Regions from separate parts of the Mus musculus genome. Here regions 2, 3, 4, 5, 6 and 7 are each linked to region 1. A link is a contact called in public Hi-C, promoter capture Hi-C and targeted proximity ligation data. All regions are on one chromosome and are shown on one strand. The core of a region is the stretch at or near the end of the contact, and the rest is flanking DNA. Distances in the headings are between cores, read along the strand shown.

What was found. Promoter capture Hi-C pulls out the DNA fragments that hold promoters and counts their contacts. Hi-C and Micro-C count contacts between places; a contact is called where the count stands out from the background.
Region 2: a contact with region 1 is called in a promoter capture Hi-C map of pre-B cells, with 2.5 times the contacts expected there.
Region 3: a contact with region 1 is called in a targeted proximity ligation map of the SCID.adh cell line, with 4 times the contacts expected there. A contact is called at or near these places in 3 of 39 promoter capture datasets (the C10 cell line, hippocampal neurons and pre-B cells), 1 of 484 Hi-C or Micro-C datasets (neural progenitor cells), 4 of 130 datasets of targeted methods (the SCID.adh cell line, astrocytes, embryonic forebrain and 1 more) and 1 of 9 other capture datasets (embryonic stem cells).
Region 4: a Hi-C map of B cells shows a contact between it and region 1, with 8 read pairs. A contact is called at or near these places in 2 of 39 promoter capture datasets (liver and pre-B cells), 1 of 484 Hi-C or Micro-C datasets (B cells) and 1 of 9 other capture datasets (adipose tissue).
Region 5: a contact with region 1 is called in a promoter capture Hi-C map of pre-B cells, with 3 times the contacts expected there. A contact is called at or near these places in 4 of 39 promoter capture datasets (fetal liver, liver and pre-B cells) and 1 of 484 Hi-C or Micro-C datasets (B cells).
Region 6: a contact with region 1 is called in a promoter capture Hi-C map of pre-B cells, with 2.9 times the contacts expected there. A contact is called at or near these places in 2 of 39 promoter capture datasets (the C10 cell line and pre-B cells), 1 of 484 Hi-C or Micro-C datasets (pre-B cells) and 3 of 9 other capture datasets (adipose tissue, liver and pancreatic islet).
Region 7: a promoter capture Hi-C map of hippocampal neurons shows a contact between it and region 1, with 3 times the contacts expected there. A contact is called at or near these places in 10 of 39 promoter capture datasets (the C10 cell line, cranial neural crest, embryonic stem cells and 6 more), 6 of 484 Hi-C or Micro-C datasets (B cells, the G1E-ER4 cell line and embryonic stem cells), 11 of 130 datasets of targeted methods (the 230-238 cell line, the SCID.adh cell line, astrocytes and 4 more) and 3 of 9 other capture datasets (adipose tissue, liver and macrophages).

What each region holds. Positions count from the first base shown.
Region 1 is chr15:59,313,275-59,316,576 of GRCm38.p6, forward strand. It overlaps Sqle (squalene epoxidase), which reads left to right and starts at 1,818. Exons shown (of 11, transcript NM_009270.3): 1 at 1,818-2,855. The coding sequence starts at 2,571.
Region 2 is chr15:57,910,624-57,913,814 of GRCm38.p6, forward strand. Tbc1d31 (TBC1 domain family, member 31) reads left to right here and starts at 1,576. Exons shown (of 21, transcript NM_001081396.2): 1 at 1,576-1,768. The coding sequence starts at 1,692.
Region 3 is chr15:58,088,038-58,091,356 of GRCm38.p6, forward strand. No RefSeq gene overlaps it. Among named protein-coding and RNA genes, the nearest start is that of Zhx1, 13 kb to the left of the region's middle.
Region 4 is chr15:58,032,450-58,036,013 of GRCm38.p6, forward strand. 9130401M01Rik (RIKEN cDNA 9130401M01 gene) reads right to left here and starts at 1,845. Exons shown (of 6, transcript NM_029418.4): 1 at 1,635-1,845. The coding sequence starts at 1,751.
Region 5 is chr15:57,890,758-57,893,898 of GRCm38.p6, forward strand. It overlaps Derl1 (Der1-like domain family, member 1), which reads right to left and starts at 1,661. Exons shown (of 8, transcript NM_024207.4): 1 at 1,386-1,661. The coding sequence starts at 1,538.
Region 6 is chr15:58,212,926-58,216,509 of GRCm38.p6, forward strand. It overlaps Fbxo32 (F-box protein 32), which reads right to left and starts at 1,967. Exons shown (of 9, transcript NM_026346.3): 1 at 1,571-1,967. The coding sequence starts at 1,686.
Region 7 is chr15:58,133,355-58,136,599 of GRCm38.p6, forward strand. Atad2 (ATPase family, AAA domain containing 2) reads right to left here and starts at 1,728. Exons shown (of 28, transcript NM_027435.2): 1 at 1,453-1,728. The coding sequence starts at 1,620.

The DNA.
Region 1 (3,302 bases), core at 568-3,067:
AAAAGAATTAAAATAGTGTGGAAGTGGGATAGAGCTTTAAAGCATTGAGTCATGCGATTGATAATCAATGACTGTTATGTTCTAATCTATGTCCGATTAAGTGGATTATCTAGTAATGGTTGCATTGTCTTGGCCAAAATCAGAATAACAAGAAGGATCCTGAGTTCTGTTTTTCAATGTGGACAGTCTTTTCCCTGAGTTAATTCCGTGTTTTACCTTCGGACACAATTCCTTAGCTTCAGGAGTGACAGTTTTAGTTTGCCTCTTTGTATGCCTGACATGTGGAACTGACCACCAAGATCTCATCCTATGTTCTGTGCAAATGCTGCTTTTTGAGAGTATTAGATACATCTCATTTTCTCCTACTAGTGCCCAAAGGTGGGAGACATTTGGCAAGGTTAAGACTCATTTAAGTTGCCTAGAATTTCAGCTTATTGTTGGTTGGACTTAGGAACATGGAGAGACCCTCATTAGGAATGTGGTGTTAGGGCCAGAGAGATGACTCAGCTGTTAAGAGCAATGGCTTCTATGAGAGGTCCACAGTTCAAGTCCTAGTGCTCGAATGGCTGCTTACAACTGTTACTGTAGTCCCATGGGATCCAGTGCCTTCTTCTAAAGTGCAGCCATACATGTAGACAAAATACATAAGTAAACAAATCGAAAGGAAGGAAGAAATGTGGAGCTAGATAGAGTTGGCTGTGCCTGCTGCAAAGGGTTGGTAGGATACAGTTCTGTGAGACTTACTTCTTTCATTATTAAAGGATAAACGGGTTAAACAACTGTACCTGTTTGAATGACTTAAAAAAAAATCGCAGAAACTAATAAAGATATCTGAGAAGTGTTTAGGGTGAGACCTAAACCATAGATAACTAAGAACTCAACGAAAGCTTGATAATTAAATGGTACTGTCGAGTCTGAAATTCGGTTACATGACAGTAGCTGTGGATAGTATAAAATGATGTTGTTAGTCTCATGAACGACGGCAGATAAACTGCTCGGTTACTTCTGTAACAGAAAGGTAATGCCATTCTTGCAAGACTGCTGTAAGGGTTGAATGAATGTTTGCAACGCTCTGGCATAGTGCTTAAAACATAAAATGATCTTATTAAACAGTTTTGGGATTGCTGTTGATTAGGACATTTTTTTTTTTTTTCCTTTCTCATTCTTTCTTTAACCCGAGAAGGATTTCACTGTGTATCTCTGACTGGTCTGGAACACGCTATGCAGATCAAGCTGGCCTCAAACTCACAGAGATCCTCTTGCATCCCGAGTTCTGGGATTAAAGGCGTGATCCATCTCCACCTACTGACTTCTCTCATTTTCTTTAGTCCTCGTCCACTAATTATGGCAGGTTCGCCGGCGTGTCACGTCCTCCTCGCCTTTCTAGCCCGTGATCATCCAGTCCGCCCGGATGACTCCTGTAGCTCTCTTGCGTTTGAGCCACCAGGAGCCACCAAGAGTTCCTCCAGAGCGAGCTCCACCCTCCGCAGGTGGGGCCTGAGGACCCCGCGGCGGCCAGGCCGAGCGGGCACCGCCCCATTCACCCACCGGCCCCGCGCCCACCCCACGCACCCGCCCCGCACCACGCAACATCGCCCTAGCGCCTCTGCGACTGGCGCCGCGCGGAGTGCGCCGCCCGCCATTGGACAAACGCTCTATAGCGCCATCTCAGCCTACCGCGCGGTGCGCGCTCTCATTGGTTCGGACGGCGTGGGAGGCGGGGTCCGCTCAAGGGGCGGTGCCGGGCCGGAGCCCCGCCTCCCGGTCCCTGGGCTGGGCCGAGCCCGCCGGGCGGCTGAAGCGCGTGGGGCCGGGTTGCGAGCGGGGCGCGCAGCGGTTACTCTGGTTACTGTCCGCGAGGGATGCTGGGGACCCGGCGGGCAGGAGCCTTCGCCTCGCTCTGAAGGACGCTCATCCGAGACAGCCATTCACTCTCGAGGAAGGCAAGTGTCGGTCGGACAGGTTCCCGGCCGTGACTTCGGGGCTTGCTTGAGGAGGAATCTCCAAGGGAGGGCTGAGCTGCCAGGCTGCCGCCGCGCTTCGGGACGCCGTGGCCATCTTTTGTTGGAGAAGGCTGCCGGGGCAGTGTTGCTAAGGGCAGCTTTCCCAGCACCCAGATCCTTCTACGCTCCCGACTCCTTCCTACCGAGCACCTGCTGCTGGTGACAAAAGACCGTTTACAGCCAGGCGAGCGGACATCGAAGTATACAGCCACATTCGCACCCCTCAGCCCAATAGAGAGGCCCGTGTCCATCAGTTGGCTGAATGAAGAAGTGTGTAATCAGGAGCCGTTGGGGTAGGCAGGCTTTAAATGCTGCCTTTTAAGATCTGGACAACTTAAGATACATTTGCACTCTCAATGATTTCAAAAATTGATCACATCTGACTCGTGATCCTGAAACTATTTATTGGAAGAAGTTCGACCGGTTGCCCCGAACCCCTTTGAGAACTACATTTTGGGGACATTTTAATCACTGAAGACCTTCCGAGGAAAAAAGACCCCCCCAAGAGACCCCCAAAACACAAAATCCTCAGCCTTGGCTGGTGCCACCAAAGAAGCCTTTTGAGCCATGTGGACTTTTCTTGGCATTGCTACCTTCACCTATTTTTATAAGAAATGCGGGGATGTCACCCTGGCCAACAAGGAGCTCCTGCTGTGCGTGCTGGTGTTCCTGTCGCTGGGCCTGGTGCTCTCCTACCGCTGTCGCCATCGACACGGGGGCCTCCTTGGCCGCCATCAGAGCGGCGCCCAGTTCGCTGCCTTCTCGGATATTCTCTCTGCTTTGCCTCTTATTGGCTTCTTCTGGGCCAAGTCACCTGAATCAGAAAAGAAAGAACAGCTGGAGTCCAAGAAGGTATGCCTGATGCCACAGTGGGCAAATGAATGGGATCGTATTTTAAACTTCAGATCGAGGTCACTGAAGTTTATGGTTTCTTTAAAAGTCACGAAAGTGGTGGCTTAGAAGCGTCAGTGTTCTCATTTGATTGCGTTTCTTAAAGTTCTGGACTGTGTTGTGGCTGTGCTCTTAGGGAAGATGAAAAGCATTTGTTGTGTGAACCTCAGGGATTGGGTGTTGATTTTGGTAGGAAATGTTAGAATTTCATTTGGGAGACAGACTCACTGTGGCTTTTAATTTAAAATCCCTGGGTAAGGATGATTTTTGTTCCTGACAAGGGAGAATTTGTGTGGCAGGTAAGGCTACTTATAAATGTGATGGCAGACAGTGGAAAGTGACAGCAATTTGAAAAGCAATAAAGATGCCTAACACTTTAAAGTTTTGGGCAGAAATCCGTCCCCCACT
Region 2 (3,191 bases), core at 326-2,825, 1.4 Mb before region 1:
TAGTAAATGGCAAGTCAAGCTCTGAGACTTAGAGAGAACCTTGTGAGATACCGACTCAAATAGCCTTGCATGAGTGCCCCAAAGGGAACAGGAGACAGAAGCAGGTGTGGGTCAGAAGTGCGGCTGATCTATGTTAATGAGGGAGCAGTTGTAAGAAGCTTACTGAAGCTGACAAAGGGCAGAGGCTATGTTACAAGTGTCATTACAAATAAATAAATAAATAAACCAAGTACCATTACATGCCTCATTAACAACAAGAAGGAAAGACATACATACACATCGGATAAGTCTTTGGCAGAGCCTGACTATGTCTGGATACACACCTTAAGTCTCAGGAGTCATACACACATCAGATGACTACAGCTCAAAACCGATCAGGAGAGAAAGGTCCTTTCCTAGCAGTGTGGTGAACTCAAGTCGTGTTCCCTTAAAAATATTTACACTCTCTTTTGAAAACCTCATTTAATTTTTACTTTAAGATTTTTCATTTATTTTCATATATGAGAAAAGTAAAGAGATATTTGCAACAAACAAAAGGTGGCTATCCCAGACAAAGAAGAAAATCTTTGTTGCCAGACTCTGTTGACACGGAATGTTGAGAGAATACATTTCTGGTCTTTTCATTTGGTTTTTGGTTTTTCGAAACAGGGTTTCTTTGTGTAACTCTGGCAATCCTGGAACTAGTTCTGTAGACCAGGCTAGCCTGACCTCATAAGATCTGCCTGCTTCTGCCTCCCAAGTACTGGGATTGAAGACGTGTGCCACTACTACCTGGCATTATTTCTGTTTTATACGCCAAACGTGGACCGATTTCATTAGAAATCGACTTGCAACTTCATACATCACTGAAGTGGAGTTAAAAGTATTATCTAAATTGCTTCTCTGTGAATTAAGTGCGTTGGCCTGTTAAGCACGCGGGACAGCCACACGTAGTAAGCACTAAAGAAACACTGAGTGAATTTTGCTAAGTGAAAAAGATTTCCGATGCCAGTGCAGCTGGTTCTTGACGTTTTTTTACTTTTCTAGATTATGAGGAGTGGGTTGCAAACCATAATGTGGGAGCATCTTGTAAATTTACGCAATTAAAGCGTGATGAGTATGGCAAAAAATAAACAAAAACAAACCAAACAAAGCGGAATTCATTTAGGTCTGTGGAGTTCTGCCGTGCCTGTAAGTTCTAGGAAAGGAACTCCTCCATTTCTCAACGAACTTGTCTTTTGCATCTTTGTTATTTCTATAAATCTCTTATTCTAAACGCAATAGAGAACGAAATGCAGGAGGCAGCAAGCTCTCAGGAGAAAAACACTTTTGGTGTCTGTTTGAGCCTATAGGTGTCAGAGAATTGAAGTCCCAGACTTGGTTTTCAGAAAACTACAACTCCCTGAAGCCTTTGGGTCGCAGAATTAGAAGCCTCAGAAAAGGGGTGGAGTCTAGAGAGAAGCCGTTGGTTGTTTCCATTGTCCAGAGTGGAGGGACCACAAGAGCGGAGGTGGGCGGATCCCCGTCCTGATTGGTTGTAACTAGAAGGGGCGTCCCCCGCGTGATTGGCACAGTCCTTGGGGGCGGAGACCCCGCGGCGGCCGCTCGAATTTCCCGGGTTGGGCGCGCGGGGACTGCTGGGTAGCTCTCGGGACGGTTACCCTCACCGGGTCAGCCGCGGATCGGAGTCGGGGTAGGGGTCGGGGTTCGACATGCAGAGCACTGACCTGGGCAACAAGGAGAGCGGCAAGATATGGCACCGCAAGCCATCGCCAGCCACTCACGACGGGTGAGGCCGCGGGCTGTGGAGACCGACGAGGGGGCGGGTCTGCGGGAGACTGAAGTGGGAAGCGTGGAGGAGGAATGCTGGCCCGGGGATTCTGACTCTGGCCGTGCGCTGCATCCCTGGGTTGGGACCTCAGGAGGAGCAAGTAGCTCCGGAAACCGTAGATTGCAGTTGTCCCAGAATCTGGTCCCTGGTCACGGTGAGAGGCAGGCAGGAGAAGGCTCTACGACTTGTGCAAAAGAATTTGCAGTTCAGCTGAGTGCCAGGACTCCACCTGCTTTGATTTATTAATGTCTATTCCAGTTGGGGGGAAAAAAAACTCCAGGAGGTGATGGGAGCAAAGAAAGCAATGCACATCTACCTTTCCAAAAGCCGATGCTCTCCATCCTTAAGTCATTCATTACATTGCACACCTGTAATGTTGAGAGCCTAGTGTGGGCCAAGCACGCTTTTCACTATGGAACAACGCTGGAACAAACTTAAGTTCTGCAGTGAGTGTTGCAGGGCCTGTCATTGGTGCGGGGACTTTTACCCGCCTGTGCTTCCTTTTATTCTGTTTGGAGTAGCGGGTTTAACACGCAGCCTCTTGTGTGACGTCAGTGGGAGTCTTTGCCCCCTCCCCCATTTGTTTTGGTTCCCATGGTGCCTGCCTAAGCGATCTTGGTGTTTCTGATTACCTACGTTTGCGTGGACTGCATAGTATCACTTGGGTTCATACCTCGAGGTTTGTTTCTCAAGAGACTTTTCTATTTATCTTTTAGTTGCTTCCCTAGAAATCAGACTAAGTGTTTTTGTAAGCTGAAAGCAGTTATAAGTGGATCAGCCACTTATTTGACTAGCCAGCCAGCCACTGTGGTTTCTGGTGGCTGTCCACCCTTTATCAGTGCTATTCACCCGTTGACCTATTGAATAAACAATCTTGTCAATAGTGGAGATTCTTCGGCGTTTTCCTTTCAGCTCGGAAAGCAGTTTTGAGCCAGGACAGCTAAGTTGAACCAGCCAGCAGAGCTCAGAAAGAACTAAAAAGGGTGAGCTTACTCAGCAGTAAGTCTCAGAGGTTGAGAACATTCTAGGTTTAGATTAGGTTGTCCGGAGGCTAGAAGCTTTGGGGACTAGGCCTAGGTTAAGAAACAAAAGGCAGTAAGCCTCCAGGATGACAGTTATATCAGGAGAATAAAAAACGTGTGTGTGTGTGTGTTGATGTGTGTATGTATGTATATATGTGTGTGTGTATGCATGTGTGTGTTGATGTGTGTATGTATGTGTGTGTGTGTGTGTGCATGTGCATGTGTATGTGTGTGTGCATGTGTATGTGTATGTATGTATGTATGTATGTATGTGTTGATGTGTGTATATGCAGGTATGCTTGTAAAGCCCAGAGATTAGCATCGGCATCTTCCTTAAGTGCTCTTCACCTTAGTTTTTG
Region 3 (3,319 bases), core at 439-2,938, 1.2 Mb before region 1:
AGCCCACCGTTTCTTTGGTGGGTGACACCATTAGGTCCTTCTAAGGGACAGGTGGCACAGAAGTGGGGTCCAACAAGGGTAGCAGTTTCCAGTAGGGTTTGAACTCGAACAGAGAAGACGCCTCGGAGCCATCCAAGGAGAAAAAGGTTGCTGTCTGCCAACGTCTCCTACTACCTGTCAAGTATTTAGAGTAGCGCAGGCTCCTGCTGTTGTTTCCAGCCCACCTCAGATGCCAGGCTCCCAATGCTTGAGGAGACCCCAAATGGCCTATTCTGGAATGCTACAGGCCAAACGGAGATTAGGCGGCATCTACAATATCTATTTTTTAAAAATGTGATTAAGAATGTGGGTTTGAATAATAATAGTAATAATAAAGAATGTGGTTTTGGGGGGCTGGCAAGACTGCTCAGTGGTTAAGAGCACTGCCTGCTCTTCCAGAGGACCTGGATTCAATTCCCAGCACCTGCATGGCAGCTCACAATTGTTTCTAATTCTAATTCCAGGGGACCAGACACCCTCACACAGGCATACGTGCAGGCAAAACACAAATGCACATAAAAATTAAAAATAGGTTTTGTGCCGGGCATGGTGGCGCACACCTTTAATCCCAGCACTTGGGAGGCAGAGGCAGGTGAGTTTCTGAGTTCGAGGCCAGCCTGGTCTACAGAGTGAGTTCCAGGACAGCCAGGGCTATACAGAGAAACCCTGTCTCGAAAAATCCAAAAAAATTTTAAAAAGGTTTTGTTTGTTTGTTTTGAAGTGGTTTTTGGTAGGCAGTGGTGCACATTTTTAATCCTAGTACTCAAAAGGCAAAGGCAGTCAGATATCTGTGAGTTCGAGGCCAGCGTGGTCTACAAAGTGGGTTCTAGGACAGCCAGGGTTATGTAAAGAAAAGCTGTCACAAACACCCTCTACCCCCACACACACCCAAATATGGGGTTTGCTGAGGATGGTATGGCTGTGTTCAAATCCCAGGATGGCTGCAAAGTAAAATAAATATTTCTCATCAGGGCTGGCTATGACTCAGCACCTAAGAGCACTGGCTACTTTTTTTTTTTTTAATAAGACCTGGGTTCCATCTCTAACACCCACAGGGCGACTCTCAGCCATTTATAATTCAAGTTCCAGGGCATCTAACACCCTTTTTTGGACTCTAGGGGAGGGGGAGGGCACTGAACAGAGTATACAGATACATGTGCAGGCAAAAAAGCCATGCACAGAAAATAATTTTTAAAAAATATGGGTTTCAATTCATACATGCCTAGGTTTGATTCCCTCTTCTTCCTCTCCTATGTGAAGAAGCCTAGGTGACTTAAGCTAAGCCGCAATTTCCTTATTTACAAAATGTAGAGTAGAACCTGTCTTGGAAGGCCTTTCTTGAGAATTGATATACATACGAGCGTAGAGTACACGTGAGGGAAAACTTCGATGTGTGCGCTAGAGAATGGAGGCAAATGCACATTGAAGATTGTGCTGATAAGCTGTGGCTTTGTTATCTCTAACAGAAAACCCCTGGGTTGGCTTCACACTTTCTGAGTTTCACGAAGAACAGACTAAGTTATATGACACTGGCATCCAGACACAGGCTAAGTGGACATGGGCATTAGGGCCCATTGATATCAACTATTTTAAGAATTGCCAACCCTTCCCCCCCAAAACAACCAACCAACCAACCAATGGCGGTGACTAACACTTTGATCCCAACACTCAGGAGGCAGAAGTAGGCGAATCTCTATGAGTTCCAGGCCAGCTTGGTCTACACAGTGAGTTCCAGGACTGCCACAGCTAAAACAGAGAAACCCTGTCTTGCAAAAACAACAAAAAGAATTGTGGATAACTTGGAGGAGTACTGGTTCTCTTCTGCTACCGTTCGGCTTTTTCCAACTATCTTTTCAAAATATGAGTCTTTCTGCTAAGGTTAGCATAAGAGAATTTCTGTTAACTTGCAACCTAAGACTCACAAACCAAATAAAACCCATCTGTTTGTAACCCAGCAAATTAGCTGTTGGCTTCCCTCATCACTGTTTATGCACATATAGACTTTCTCTGTAATTTTGTTCTTGCTCTCAGAGCTAAAGGAAGTGAGCACCTACAACCTTCCAGTCCTTTCTGCAGTCATTTTGCAGACTGACTGTATAAAGCTTACACAATACAGTTAATTGGATGGGTTTCAAACTATGAAAACAAATATAAGCAAAGCTAGCCCGTGATTGGTCCTTTCATAGCCTTAGGATAATACATTTAGTGGAAGTGGTTTCTGAAAGTGTAGTAAAAATGATCTGGTATGTTTTTGAAGGGCTACTACTACCTAAATCCTACTCTGCTTTTTATATTCAAAATTTTCAAAAAACAAAAACAAAAAAAACAAAAGCCGGGCGGTGGTGGCACACGCCTTTAATCCCACACTTGAGAGGCAGAGGTAGGCGGATTTCTGAGTTCCAGGCCAGCCTGGTCTACAAAGTGAGTTCCAGCACAGCCAGGGCTATACAGAGAAACCCTGTCTCGAAAAACAAAAAACAAAAAAATTCAAAAATTTTATTGTCTGCACATCAGTGCTTTGTCTGCATGTATGAATACGCACTACATGCATACCTGGTACCCTTGGAGGTCAGAAGAGGGTGACAGGTCCCCTGGAACTGGAATTACAGATGGTTGTGAGCCACAAGTGGGTACTGAAACCTGAACCCAGATCCTGTGGAAAAGCATCAAGTGCTCTTAACCGCTGAGCCATCTCTTCAGCCCCTCCTACTCGGCTTTTTATGTTTTACATCTGTGTGTGTATGTGTGGTGTGTATGGTTGGTGTATACGTGTCTGTGTAATTGTGTGGTTTGTGTGTATTTGTGTGTAGTGAGTGTGTATGTTTGTGTGTGTTGTATTTGTATGTATGTGGTCTGTGTATATTTATGTGTGTGTCTGTGTGGTATGTATGTGTGTACATGTGTCTCTGTATATACATGTGTACATCTGTATGATTATGTGTATAGTGTGTTCGAGTATGTGTGTGTGTGTGTGTGTGTGCACGCATGTTAAGGTGCACATGTGGAGGTAAGAAGCTAACTTTCAGGAGTCAGAATCAGTTCTCTCCTTTCACTGGGCGTGTTCAGGAGTTTAACCTCAGGTCGTCAGGCTCAGCTCACCAAGCCTGACTGCAAGTGCCCTTGACTGGCTCCCTCCTCTGACCTGTTTTGAATCAATATCTTGTGTCACTCAGGCTCATGATGCTCTTGTCTCTGACTCCTACGTGCTGGCATTGCCAGTGAGTATGGCTACTTAGCTCTACTTCTCTGAGGTTTGGACTTCCCTCACCAGAGCCCTCCA
Region 4 (3,564 bases), core at 595-3,094, 1.3 Mb before region 1:
GGCTGCCAGCAAGCCCCAAGGTACTCCTGTCTCCGCCTTCCTGTGCTGGTTGGCACGCCCAGTTTATGTGAGTGCTAGGAATCATGAATCCTCATGCTAGACGCCAAACACGTCACTCACTGAGCCACCAATGACAATCTTCATGATGGCCCAGATTTTAAAAAAAATATTTTTAATACATGTTATACGTATGTGGGCCCATCCACGCTACTGAGCACATACGGAAGTCAGAGCATAACTGCTGGTTGGTTCTCTCCTTCTACTCTTCCAGCTCTGGTGATAGAACACAGTTCATCAAACTCGGCTGCAGGTGACTTTACCTGCTGAGCCATCTCTCTGACAGCCCAATTTTTATTAAAATGATAAGACGGCCTGTGAGATGCCTCGGCGGGTAAAGGCACTTGTCACTAGGTCGGACAACCTGATTTGATCTATGGGCCCCATGTGGTGGAAGGAAAGAATCAACAACTGCAGTTTGTCCCCTGACCGCCACACAGTGCCATGGCTCTCTCACCCACACACAAATAAATGAACGTGGTTTTAAAAAATAAAAGTTGTAATGATCACATGTCTATACATGTCAATGACAGATTTAAAAAATAAATAAAAGCACACGGTTTCAACCACAGTGAAGTTATTGGAAATGACATCACCAAGTGCAGTCCAGTGACTCTTAAAGTGCTATCTGCTTTCTTTTAGAGCAATTGAGAGTGAATAGGGACTGACAAAATTGTGCACAAGACGTAGGAAACTGTGATTATGGCGATGGTCCTATTATAAAAATGCTACAAAGGCACACAGAGCACAGGAAATTTTAACTGGAGTCAGGTTTCTGTGCATCCCAGACAAAGATTTGGAGGATCTGAGGACACATCTGTAAGACGACCTCTTCTGATGTAAACCCACTGGACATAAGGTGAGATCCAGATGTAACTACCAAGAAAGAATTAAAAAAAAAGGATGAAAAGCATTCTGCATGCCCAATTTTCCAGCCCCAAAGAAGCATCTCCTATTCTCTTTTACAATAAAACCTGCTGAGGCTGAAGAAAGTCTCTAAATTCTGTTGACTCAGTACAGTTAACATTGTAATAGCTTGGTTGTATTCTGAGAAATACACTTCACTGAGTATCAAGGCTCATCATAAGCGTGCTAAATTAGTGCCTCTCCTTCTACTGGGCCATCACAGTAAGAAAAACTTTGTTCTATTCTTTAAACACTGGGTCACTCGAGACGAGGTATTTGAGCCACCGTTAGGTTCGGCACTCTGCAACCATTTAGTCACATAGCTAGCCATCCCAACTCAACAATAACATATCCAAGTCTCAATACATTACTAGGAAATGATGAAACATAATTAGCTTGGAACTATTTTATTCTTCTAGGCAGCCAGCAGGCCTGCAAGGATGCTACGGCGGAGCACCTGGGCGGGGCTGGAGGCAGGAAGGGGGCGTGTGATGCTAGCCCGGGCCCGCCTGCAGGACACGTGGGTTGAGGGTGGGGGACGGAGACAGACAACCCGAGGGTACAAGAGTGAAGTCGCCGTGCTTGGTTGCAGGGCGGGTGGACAGTGACGGTGGTGGGCCTCGCCGCAGGCCGGCTCCAGAGCGGAGCGGCAAGAGGGGCAGCCGTCTCACCTGCGGCTCGCAGAGCTTGGCGCGGTAGGGGGAGGGCGGCTCGGGCCGGCGCTCCGGCCTCTGCTCGAACACCGAGTCCTCAAATTCGCCGCCCAGCACCCAGCATCCGGTCTCCATCGCGCGGAAGTGCAACTGGACCTCGAAACGAGGCGACACCTAGAGCGACGCCCATCACCCAGCCTCCAAAGCGCGCGACAGCAGCCGCGCCAAGGCTGCCGAGGCAAGGTAGAGTGTAGAGCGGCACCGGCGCGCCGCCCACACGGAAGCGGTGGGTTGTCGGCCGGAGCGTTGCATTCTGGGAGTGGTAGTCTTTCAGCGGCTGGGGATTTCCGTGGTGGAGCAGAAATTCTTGCCTGACTCCAGGGCCTCCTAAACCACCCAACAAAGGTTTTGACCTCTTTGTGTCTAGAGCTGGATAGAGTGAGTTCCTCCTGAGTACCTCGAATAGTCGTGGTCTCTGGAGAGCCAGTTAACTTGGTAAGTATCAGCTTTAAACCACTGACAGTATTCTCCCCATTTTATTTTGCATTTTATTTCTAAAATTTCTTTCCCAATAACTGTGAGAAGAGCCCGGTTATTCTTATCTTGTAAAAGGAGATACTGGGCTTGAAGAAGTCAGGTAACTTGTTCAAAAGCCCAGGGTCTCTGAAGAAGAGACCAGAACTCTTCACGCATTTACTAAAAAAACTAGACATCACAATTTAAAGACTTGGATCAAGGCTAGCAGAATTTTGAGACTTTCAAGAAACGTTTTGACTCTAGAATGTAAAGGTCGTGGACAAAACACTGGCTTGTGTTATAGAGCACTAATGTGGAGCTAGTAATAAAGCTTTTCTATTTGCCCTCACACTTGCTCCTCTTCCACCAGTTGCTTCCAGGGTTTTTCCTTCAGCCCTATTTTCTACTCTACAGACTCGTACAGGGCAACCCAAACCACCTCCCCGGATTTCAAAATTCATCTGCCCTTGGCTCACCAAATGTGGAACTCAGTGCATATTCAATAGCCTCATTGGAAGAGTCCACGCAGGGAGCCTCCAGGCAGTAGCTACTGTGGGATCCATCCAGAGAAGTTCTTTTTTAATACCTGGGGTTTTTGTTTTGTTTTCTCATCAGAAATGCAATACTTCTTATTAAGAAAAATTCAGATATTATAGAGAATTATAAGAAAAGTTCCTAATATCACCAGGAAAAAAATAATGTCCTAAAAAGGGCTATACTTGCCCTAATCCCAGTATGCCCTGTCTATGCCCAGAACTGTGTCAGCACAGTACTGAAGGACTGCAAGAGCCACGTGTGTGTGGCTCTGTTGCCTTGGCTCGCTAGCTGTGTGACCCAGTCTATAAAATGGGTATTGATTAAAATAAGGCACACAAAGCTTTAGAGGTGAAAGGGGTGTCATGGGTGTATTCAAGATCTCTGCTCCAGGAGCGGAGGAAGAGCAGAGCAAAGGCGGGCAAGGAGGAGTTCTTCCAGCTTTTTCTTTATGAAAGATATTTGATCTCAGAATGTCTTCCCTCCTGCTCAGGCCTGCTAGCTCTAGCCTCCTGCCCAACAACTGAACCAGAGCGTGTGCTAAAATGGCAGCAGTTGTTTAAGGGCTGCACGTGGGGAAGTGATAGCTCTTTGCCCTTTGCACTCAAGATTCCTGGGCTCAGTAGTTTCCAACCTTTTGCTAAAAGAACCTCCTTGCTTACTCTACTCCCACAGTCATGGCAGATTTGTCTACAAAAAGAAAGCTATGTCTATTGACTAGTAATTGTTTACCTTTCATTTGAAAATGTGAACCCAAATTTTTTTTTAAGATTTATTTATTTATTTATTATATGTAAGTACACTGTAGCTGTCCTCAGACACCCCAGAAGAGAGAGTCAGATCTCGTTATGGATGGTTGTGAGCCACCATGTGGTTGCTGGGATTTGAACTCCTGGCC
Region 5 (3,141 bases), core at 411-2,910, 1.4 Mb before region 1:
GCCCTGGCACGGACTTTACCCATCCCAGTTCACAGATATGGGAGGAGTCTCAGGAGACTGACAGGACATGATTTCTGTTCTCACACGATTGCCCCGGCTGCTCAGCAAGAACAGAAAGAGCAAAGCCGGCATGCTAACAGCTTTCGATGGAGAAAGGCCTGGATTCCGAATAGACAGCTGAGGCAGAATCAGCTGTCTAAGCTGACAGATTCTGGGGTGGGGAAAAGAAGTCAAGAGGCCATACAAGATGTGCATCTCGATGGCAGAGCACTCAGCTAGCACGTGCTATGCTCTGGGTTTGAGTCCCAGCACTAAACAGGAAACCCAAAAAAAGAACTCAGGGATGTCTCTATGACTGCTAAACCCCCCTAGCAAACACAGTTGCTATTTGCAAAGATGAAAGGGAGATTTGATTATATGTCTACTGGTCACCAGGTGGTGATTTCCACCACTACAATAAAGATACTCACATATCCGACAGTCTCCCATTCATGTGTTTATGCCCCTTGTATGATAAAGATCTAAGTCCAAGGGATGGACTACAGAGGATCCTATAACGGACTCCAAGAGCATATCCCAACATCTGGGTGAGGAAAATGAGAAATCAGCAAAGGAGACGAGAAAATAACATCCAGTGGAAAGTAGAAAGAGAAGGCTAAGGAATGTGTGGAAATCCAGATCTAATATAATCTGAGCGTCCCCTGATTAAATTTTTATATCACAGAATCAATAAAAATAACCTCTAGGAAACTAACATTCTTTGGCTTAGAATGATAATCTTGACTAATATCCTTAATGCTTAAGAAAATTAGTATCTCCCGTTTCCTGAGTAGTTTATTCATTCACTGGTAACATTTAACGGCTATATGCCAGGTGATCGGATAGGGCCCGTAGGAAATACAGATAAATTAATTCTTATTAATATCTGCCTTTACACCACTGCTTTAGGGAGGAGAGAGAAACTGTAAACACGCTAACAACCCACGCAGAATTATGTCAAGTAGACACCACTGATTAAGATGGCATCGCCACCCACGACATAGATAGAAGGAGGGAGGAAGACATTCAGGTAGGTGGGCCCAATTTGCCAACAGAATGGCAACTTACCTCTCACTTCAGAGTGCGGAAGGCGGGAAGTACAATCTTGCCAGACAGGTATTGTGAGTCACGTCCTAGCAGGCCAGTCCGCGACTCTAAATTATCTAAGCCTTAACACTCGACCCCAGGACCTCCCGGGACCCAAAGGACCCCAGCCTTAAACCCCTGGAGGCGGACGCACTACAGATCCCACCAGCCCCAGCGCGCCCCGCAGCCCGGCGAACCCGTTCCGTAGCCGCGGGGACACCTGGGGGCTGTAGTCTCCACCGCCCTACGCCAGCTACTACCTGGAAGCGATAGAGGAAGGCTTCGGGCCAGAGGAAGAAGTAGGCCGGGCTGATGATGCCGAGCTTGCCGATCAAGGGGACAGCAACGGTGGCAGCAAACCAGTAGCGCGTGATGGCCGGGATGCTCCTGAACCAGTCCCCGATGTCCGACATGGTCGCCCGTCAGGTGACCGGCTGCGCAGCGCCGCGCGTCCTCCCGTGCCCACCCCGCGCTCCGCGGCCGGCTTGGCCAGGGAAAGTGGAGGCGCAGCCGCTGTGCAGGAGGCGGAGACCGACGGACGTGGCGCCACCGAATTCGGACAAGCTAGGCAGCGATCACAAGAGAAACTTCCCCTTCCGGTGGCCGCGGTCCACGTGACCAGAAGTGTCCCGGCGGCTTAAAGGGCCAGTGCCGTTTTTGCAGCTCAGTACCGGGACTCGACGTCCTGGGGTGGGGCCAAGCAGGAGAGGCGGGGCGACGACGGCAAGGCTAGTAGGAAACAGTGGTTACCCAGAGCAACGGCCAGTCTTGCAAACCAATGGGGAAGCTACATGCCCTAGTTCTCCCCGGAGTTGTAATCGGAGTAGTGCCTCTTGAAGAGTATTTATTTAAAGGGAAAGGAAGAGATAGCGCATATAGTTCCTCATTTAGTCACAGCTTCAGGCAAATTTTTAGACACTGGGGATGCAGCTGCGGCTGTGAGCACGGTAGCGGTACCTGAACTTTGCAGTCTCAGGGTAGACAGAAAAGCAAATGAGTTATGAAGAAGAATTTCAGAGGATACGGGAAAAGATTAGGATGATGGGGGGGCTAGAGTGGCAGCGGAGGACTGGGAAATCTTGAGACGCATTTGAGACCGCATTTATAATTGGACATGATCTGGTTCATTGGGGGGCTTTAAATTAGAAATGAAGATGGTTGTTTTAAACAAATGGTGGAAAGATACCGATTTCACTAGAACTTTTATTCAGTTGCTGGTTTTTGTTGTTGTTGTTTTGGTTTGGTTTTGTTTTTTTGAAAATATGGTTTAGGATCAGTAAAACTTTCCGTAAAGAACATAGGTGTAAACTGACCTGTAGTAAACTAAGTATCTGAACTTACTGCAATCAAAGAGATTGCTCACCAAAGAACCCTGGACCCATTTCTCTAAACAAAATCCAAAATCATCATTATTGGATGGTGGAGGGAGAGGAACTGTCGGCCAAACTGGAAGAGGCAGTGCGTTGTAAACACAGAGCTGAGGTGTAACATAATTACCATCAGGTCTGGACAATAAGAAAAGAAACAGACTCGGTGTTCTCAGATCGGGAAAAAAAAATTCCTCAAACTTAAAAAATGTGAAATTTGGGCTCTGGAAAAAAAAATTATTTAACGTTGTAAAGGAATTGAAAATCTTAGGTCCAAGTGGCCCACGTGACTCACATCCTCCAGGCAAAGACGAGGTCCATGTGCATTTCCACATACTTTCCAGTGCTCCATTATTTCAAACACTCTAGAAACACTGGCGTTTATACTGTGACAAACCACTTCTTAGCAGTACCTAATGTTGTGAAAGTCACTTCATCTCTCTTTGGGGTCCTTGCCTTTAGAAGGACCTGGTAACTGGACGGTAGAGATGGCTCACATGGGAATGCACCTCAAAATGAGACATCCACATAAAAGCCTAGGAAGGAGTCCAAGGTAGATGTGGGGGAACAGGCAACCCCACACTCAGAAAGCTTGAGAGCAAGAGTTTCAGGACATCCCAAACTGCATAGCAAGATTCTGTCAAAAAAG
Region 6 (3,584 bases), core at 717-3,216, 1.1 Mb before region 1:
TTTTACTAGGGGAAGTCAAGATAATGCAGTGGGCTGGACCCCTGCTGCGTCATCCTGGAAAGAAGCTAAGCTTTTTATACAGAAACAAAGAGCTGGGATGTTAGATTCAGGCTCCGAAGATGGATGGTTCCAAGGAGGAGAACGCTTCTGGTGCACCCCCTTCTCACTTAGTTGAGGAAAAAGTATTAGGTATAACCGTTAACTTCATTCGCTGGGAAACAGTCAGGTGACAATGGTTGGTAATTTATCTGATTTTCTGTGAGTAAGAGTTCTTTAGAGTGTTCTAAACTCCCCTGGGACTTGCAAAAAAAAAAAAAGGACCTAACACAAGGCTAATATATTTGATTCTCCTGGAAGGCCCTAAGTTCAGGGAACTGTTTCACCTCATTAGGAGACAAAGGGAATTCAAGCATTACAAATCACAAACAAATGGGAGGCCCTGGAGGTCCCACTGGTTTCTTGATAATTAATTACCAAACCTTTATTCAAGCAACCATTGGCAAATCTCACTCAGCGTCACCTGGCACACTCACAAAAGTCTCTGTTGAAGTCAGCTTAGGGATGCAGGTTGTGTGTGTGTGTGTGTGTGTGTGTGTGTGTGTGTTAATCAAAGGACAGTGGGAGGAGAGAGCACCGAAAGGTGACTTCAACTGCACCAGCGCCTCCAAACAAACTTCTGTCGGTTCCTCAGGTGTCTCAGGGAGTCAGCTGTCCAGGCTGGGGATTGATTCTTGACCTGATACTCTATGAGTGGGCACTTGTTCTGACCTCAGATTTCACTAGACAGCGGAGCTCAGGTGAAACTTCAAGTCTGGGTGGTCTTTCTGCAGCGGGCAGGCACCACTAAGGATGGGAGTGTGCTCACGGTATAAAGACCGAAAGGGCCACGGAGGAAACAGGTGCAAGTGTCTGGTCCTTCCTGAAGCAGAGCACTGTTCTTGCATTTCTTCCCTGCCTCCCTCCGCAGCCCCTAAGCGTTACCACAACGACCCACTCCGCAAGCTGTCCCGGGGCCCATCGGCTGCCCCTCCCAGTCACTTTTTTTTTTTCTCGGCCCACTCAGCCGTCGACTGCGCGTGGGAAGAGCCTTCAAGCACTCATGGCAGGGCCCGTCATCCGGCTTGTGACTACTACCGCTCTTGTACTCTTGGGGTCCTGTCATAGGACAGTGAAAGGCAAACAGCCAAGTCGCTAGCACCCACTTAAAACAGTGACTGCAATTGCGGGATCTAAAGGAAGAGTCCATGAGTTGTGCGCCTGTGTTCAAGTGTTTAGGGACATAATCCCCTATTGCCAGATTGAGGGATCCTGGGTTCTGTATGGGATCTTTTCTGCTGGGAGACACTGTCCTTGATCAGGAGGAGACACTAAATTACCCATCTCTCGGGTTCTGGCGACCTTTACCGAAATCCCGGCACCTCACTCCTGTCCCTTCAGTCGGAAGCCCCCTCTTTATTCTGGCCCAGACCTGCTTGCCCTCCTTCACCTGCCCCTGAGGTGTGCACTTCCCCCTCGTCCCCGACCAGCTAAAATCAGTTTTGTGGGGCTGGAAGTCGGCGAATGTCCTCACCTGCTGAGGTCGCTCACGAAGCTGCCGCTTTTCTCATCCAAGAAGCGCTTCCAGCCGTCCGCCGTCTTCACCCAGCTCTGGCCCGGGGACCGCCAGTCCTGCCCAAGGAACGGCATGGTACAGAGCGCGGACGCGACCGACGGACGGGACGGATTGACAGCCAGGAACCGGCCTGGCTTGCCCAGGGTATGCGGCGCGTTGGGAAGATGCTGGGGAACGACGCAGGCGGCGACCGGGACAAGAGTGGGTCAACTAGTGTGGAGGGCTGCGGATCCTGGGTGGGCGCGGGGATCCTTGCACTCACAGGGGCGCAGGCGTTGGGGAAGGTCGCCTCCTGACTCTGGGAATGCTGAGCGGCTGCCCGAGCGCAGTATTTATCCCGGGCCGCTGCCCCGTCTCTTTGTTGCCGGAAGAGCCGCCTGCTCTTAGCCCGCCCCCCCCCCCCCGCGCCCCGAGGCCACGTGGCTTTGTTTATAGGCTCGCCTTGTTTTCCGAGGCGCCCGCGGCTCTCGCTCTGCTCGCAGTTGCACAACCTTGCGTCCGTGGAAACTTGAAGCCGCATGGCCAGGCCAGATGTCCCGCTGACCCTCGGTGCCCTGGCACCTCTGCACCTCCCCTACTCCCCCATCAGGCGTAGCTGTCGCCACCAAGATCCTGGTCTTGCACTCGGCACTAGGTCCCCTCTACGGGTCCCGGACAAGCAGGGTGTAGCAAGGAAGCCTAGAGAGTTGGGAACTGTCAGTCCCAGAGGGTCTGGAAGCTGCGGGACCGATCTTTGCAGGCAGATCAGCCTTGGGGGAGGCCAGAACGTCTGGGGACGGGTAGGGGTGCATTCTTTGAACCTCTCTTACTGCCAGTACCGACTCCAGGCGCCAGGGTGTGCTAAGTGAAAGAGGGGACCCAGTGCGGTAGGGGCGGGGAGGGACTACCCCCACTCCTTCCGCCTTAAAGCTGTCATTTGATGCGTTTGCTGTCAAGCTCGACTACCCCAGTGGCAAAGGAAGGGGAAAGAAGAGGCCCCCGCAGCGTCCGGACCCCATGGCGTTGAAGTGAAGAGCTGAGACAGTCTTGGGTCCCACTCTGAGGGACTCTGGGCAAGCAGCGCTGGCGTCGAGGCGCCTGGCTCAGAACAAAGCCTCCAGGGTCGTGGAGTCAGGAAGGAGTCTCAGGCTACACTCGCTGCTCCAGTGCCCCAGGGTTGGGCTTTTTTGGCTGTGGAACCACAGGAACCCTTCTTTCTCTTCCTTTACGCAGAGTTCAATTCCTGGTGTTCTCTGATTTCTAGCTATAAAGTCCTCCTGGGTTTCACGGCCGCTTCAGAAAGGGAAGAGAGTCTGTTAAGAGCTTATCTCTCCTAACACGAGGGGGTGGCCAGTCTGTTTTTCAGGTGAAAGGCTGTGGGGTCCTCAGAGAGGGTTAAGTCCGTGATTACCTAGGGTCTTATGCTACTTCTCAACTCAGAGCGATCCTCCCTGTTATGCAGAACATAACTCCCTTTTAGTCTAGAGACATCTCAGCCCAGTGCCTTACCACCAGGCACAGAATTGGCCATTCATAACCATCCCATCTTCCTCCATCCTCTGAGAGAGTGTGCATTTGTGTGCCCGCGGTGGGCAGAGGTCAATGTCAGGTGTCTTCCTTGCTCACGTTTGTCCCTATTTATCTTTGGGTCAGACTCACTGAGCCTGGAGCTCTCTATTGTCTGTACTGGCAGGCCGATGAACCTCTGATTCTTTGGATTTTGTCTCCCAGCACCAGGATAAAGATATAGGTGCTTTAATGGGTTGGTTTGTTTGTTTGTTTGCATGGGTGCTGGGGGTCTGAGCTCAGGTCCTCAAGACTGTTCATCAAGCACTGTGTCCATGGAGACACTGTTAATCGTGATTTGCACGGGGAGGGGGTGGGCAATTCTACCACGTTGAGGCAAATTTGAAGCAAGCTTTAATTAAATACTGACCAGGATAAATTTTGGTCAGGACCACTCTCTGGAATTCCCAGCGTGGCGGCCCCTAGA
Region 7 (3,245 bases), core at 478-2,977, 1.2 Mb before region 1:
CGCCTGGCTGAGAGTTAAGTTTTTGAAACATACATTTTTACTTACATGGGACTAAATATAAAGCCCCCAGTTTATAAAACTTTTCAAATACAAAGCTATTTTATGCTTGGTATAGATGGTGTTTTGTAATATGAATCTGTCGTCCTTGAGGAAAATCCGATATAACACCCCTAATTAGCCTCTAATTAGAAGCTCTACAAAAATACCTTGATTTATAGAAGGGAGGACTTCATTTCAAAAATATAAGCCGGGTGTGGTGACGCACGCCTTTGATACCAGCACTCAGGAGGCAGAAGCAAGCGGATTTCTGAGTTCGAGGCCAGCCTGGTCTACAAAGTGAGTTCCAGGACAGCCAGGGCTACACAGAGAAACCCTGTCTCAAAAAAAAAAAAAAAAAAAAAAAAAAAAAAAAAAAAACCAAACCAAAACAAAGCAAACAAACGAAGACTGTTTCATCCCAGTCCCCAAGGAAGCTACGTCTGTCTACAAGTGATTCACTTTATATAGTGCCAATACAAGATTAGGGTTGTCTGAACTAAGTGGACACTGCTGTGTCACTCCCAGCGCAGCGCTCCTGATCAGACTTCCAGTCTCCTGACCAGCTACGCGTCTGTTTTCCTACTCCCTCACTGCAACCGGACCATCACTACCGGTTTCGGAAACTTTAGTGTTTCTTCCTCAACCTCAACCTTTTTGGTGAACGCTGTCCCCGCTGTCCCCCTTCCACCACCGCCGAAGCCGGGCGATGTGTAATCTCTCCGCACTGGTCCCAGTGATGGGCAAGAAGCATTTGCAAACCTCCCACTACAGAGACTGTAAATGCAGCATGAAGCTGCCAGAAAAGGAAAGCTGTGGGAGGCACAAAAAACCGAAGTTCCAATTCCAGAACTGTCTACCACTCTCTGTTTACCTTTCTGGAGCCCATGTCTTCATCTGTCACACCGATAACCACCAACCAGAAGGTCCTCTAAGGCTTGTCAAGAGACTTAAAGTGCAACCACGCAATGTCGCCGTTCGTCCCTCCATATTATGCAACCTGATATTTTACTTCGCTTGAGTCTCACGATGGAACCTCCCTGGACCGTACATGGAGGTCAGTGGACTCTTTACTGTCTGGGCCCACAACTCAAGATGCTCCCGTGCACGCGCTCCAGCAGTCAGGGGGTTCGCACTCCCCTGACTGACGCGACCCGGGGAAGGAACCGGGAAGGAGGTGATGGGGGGAGCACAAGGTCGGCCCAAAGCTCCTCCGCTCGGCCCTACGCAGCGCTTCGGCTCTAGGTTTCCTCTTGCGTAGAAAGAGGTGGCGACCAACTTGCTCTGCCCGCTTCCAGCCAGTTCTGTCTTTCCAGAACCTTCCACCTCGCTGGTCCACGACAGCCCACTACCCCAGAGCGGGGCGCGCGTCTCCAACCCGGGGCCCAAAGCTCCCCGCCCTAGGTCGGTACTCACGCCCGCCGCCTTGGACGCCGTCGATTTCCTCCCGGCTCGGCGCAATCTGGGCCGCCTCCCGCCGCTGTCCTGCAGGCTGAGGAACTCACTGGACAGGTCCAGAGAGTCGGTGGCCGAGGAGGTGGTGGAGCGACTGTGCAGCTCCAGGCTGCTGCGGAGGACCACCATGGTGCCCCGCTTGCAGAAGCCGGAACCCGAGGCGGGGGAAGTGGAGAACCTGGCTCCGGAGGAGGCTGCTCAGGCGCTCACGCGCTCTGAATTCTGGCGCCACAAACTGCGCGCCCAGCGGCCGCAGCGTACGCGCGCCGAATCCCTCCGCCGCCGGCCACGCCTCCTGACCCCACCCCCAGATCGACGAACCCGAAATTCTCCTCCAATCCGAAGAGCGCGGGAACCGGAGCCGACGCGAACCGAGGCGCCAGCGAACCGCGTCGAGCCCCCTCACAGGAATTTGCGACGTCGTTCTTCCAGCTGTAGTTCCGGCTCTCCGCCCTCAGTGGAAGGAGACGGAGAGAGCGGTGCAGCGTCTTGTTTGGAATTTTGGCGCGTGGAGGCGGAAGGGCCCTTTGGCTCCCTGCCGGCGGCTTCCCGCCATCTAGGCTTCAAACGCCAGAAAAAAAAGGTCCTTAAACCAAGCACTTTGCCTCCGATAGGTTTGACTTTGAGACTTGAAGAGGTTTTTATTGATGAACTAACAAAAATAAACTGCACGAAAGAAAGAAAATATAATGGTCCTTAAAGACAGCTAAAAGAACTGGCAACAGCTATTGGGATAGAATGAGTCATATAAACTTACCCGGGATTAAAAAAAAAAAAAGCTAACTTGTAAAGTAATTACGACATAAAGTTAATGGCCAGTCACCTTATAAATGATCAAATTCTTTCCTGTGCTCAGAATGGTTTGTAGTCGTGCTAGGTACAAATGTAATTCATTTACAGAGACAAGCTTTTGCTGTGTCTATTTTGTCAAGGTTAAGCGTAAAAAAAGTAATTAAATGCAACATTTTTTTTTTAATTAGGGGTATACATAATAGATTATATGATGGCTCTCAAACCCCTCAAAGAGATCTGCTGACTGACATTTTTATTTTATTTATTTACTTATTTATTTATTTTTTTTTTGTTTTGTTTTGTTTTTCGGGACAGGGTTTCTCTGTATAACCCTGGCTGTCCTGGAACTCACTCTGTAGACCAGGCTTGGCCTCGAACTCAGAAATCTGCCTGTCTCTGCCTCCCAAGTGCTGGGATTAAAGGCGTGTGCCACCACGCCCGGCTTCTGACTGACATTTTAAGGTGTTTCATGAAAATGGCTTCCCCCGGCAGACAATACCAGCTCTGCTAGCCTCAGCTGAGGAAGATGAGCAGTAACAGACTCCACCTGGACCTGCTTCCCAGATGCTAACTGGCCACTTGGCAAAGAACTACCCCATCCCTCACCCACTGCCAGAGCCCAGTCCAAACTGTGGACACGGGTTGACTGCTCTACCCTGCCTTGCAAAGGTACCTCAGCTCCCCAGAATTCCTCCTCCGCAGAAAAATCTCTCAGACCTTCTGGGTCTGACATAAGGCCGATGATAGGACCCTCTGTGGCAGCTGGTGGTGGAAGACTGACAACCTCTGCCCCAAACAAAGCCATCAAGATCACCATGGAGTAGCCCAGGGTGGCTGTCTACGTAACAGATAAATCACCTCTGTCATTCTTAATTGATACAGAGGCCATTTGGCATTAAAAATAAATAAATAAAAAGCTTTGTTAAACAAGAGATATAAATGTCCCAATTCAATAGGAACAG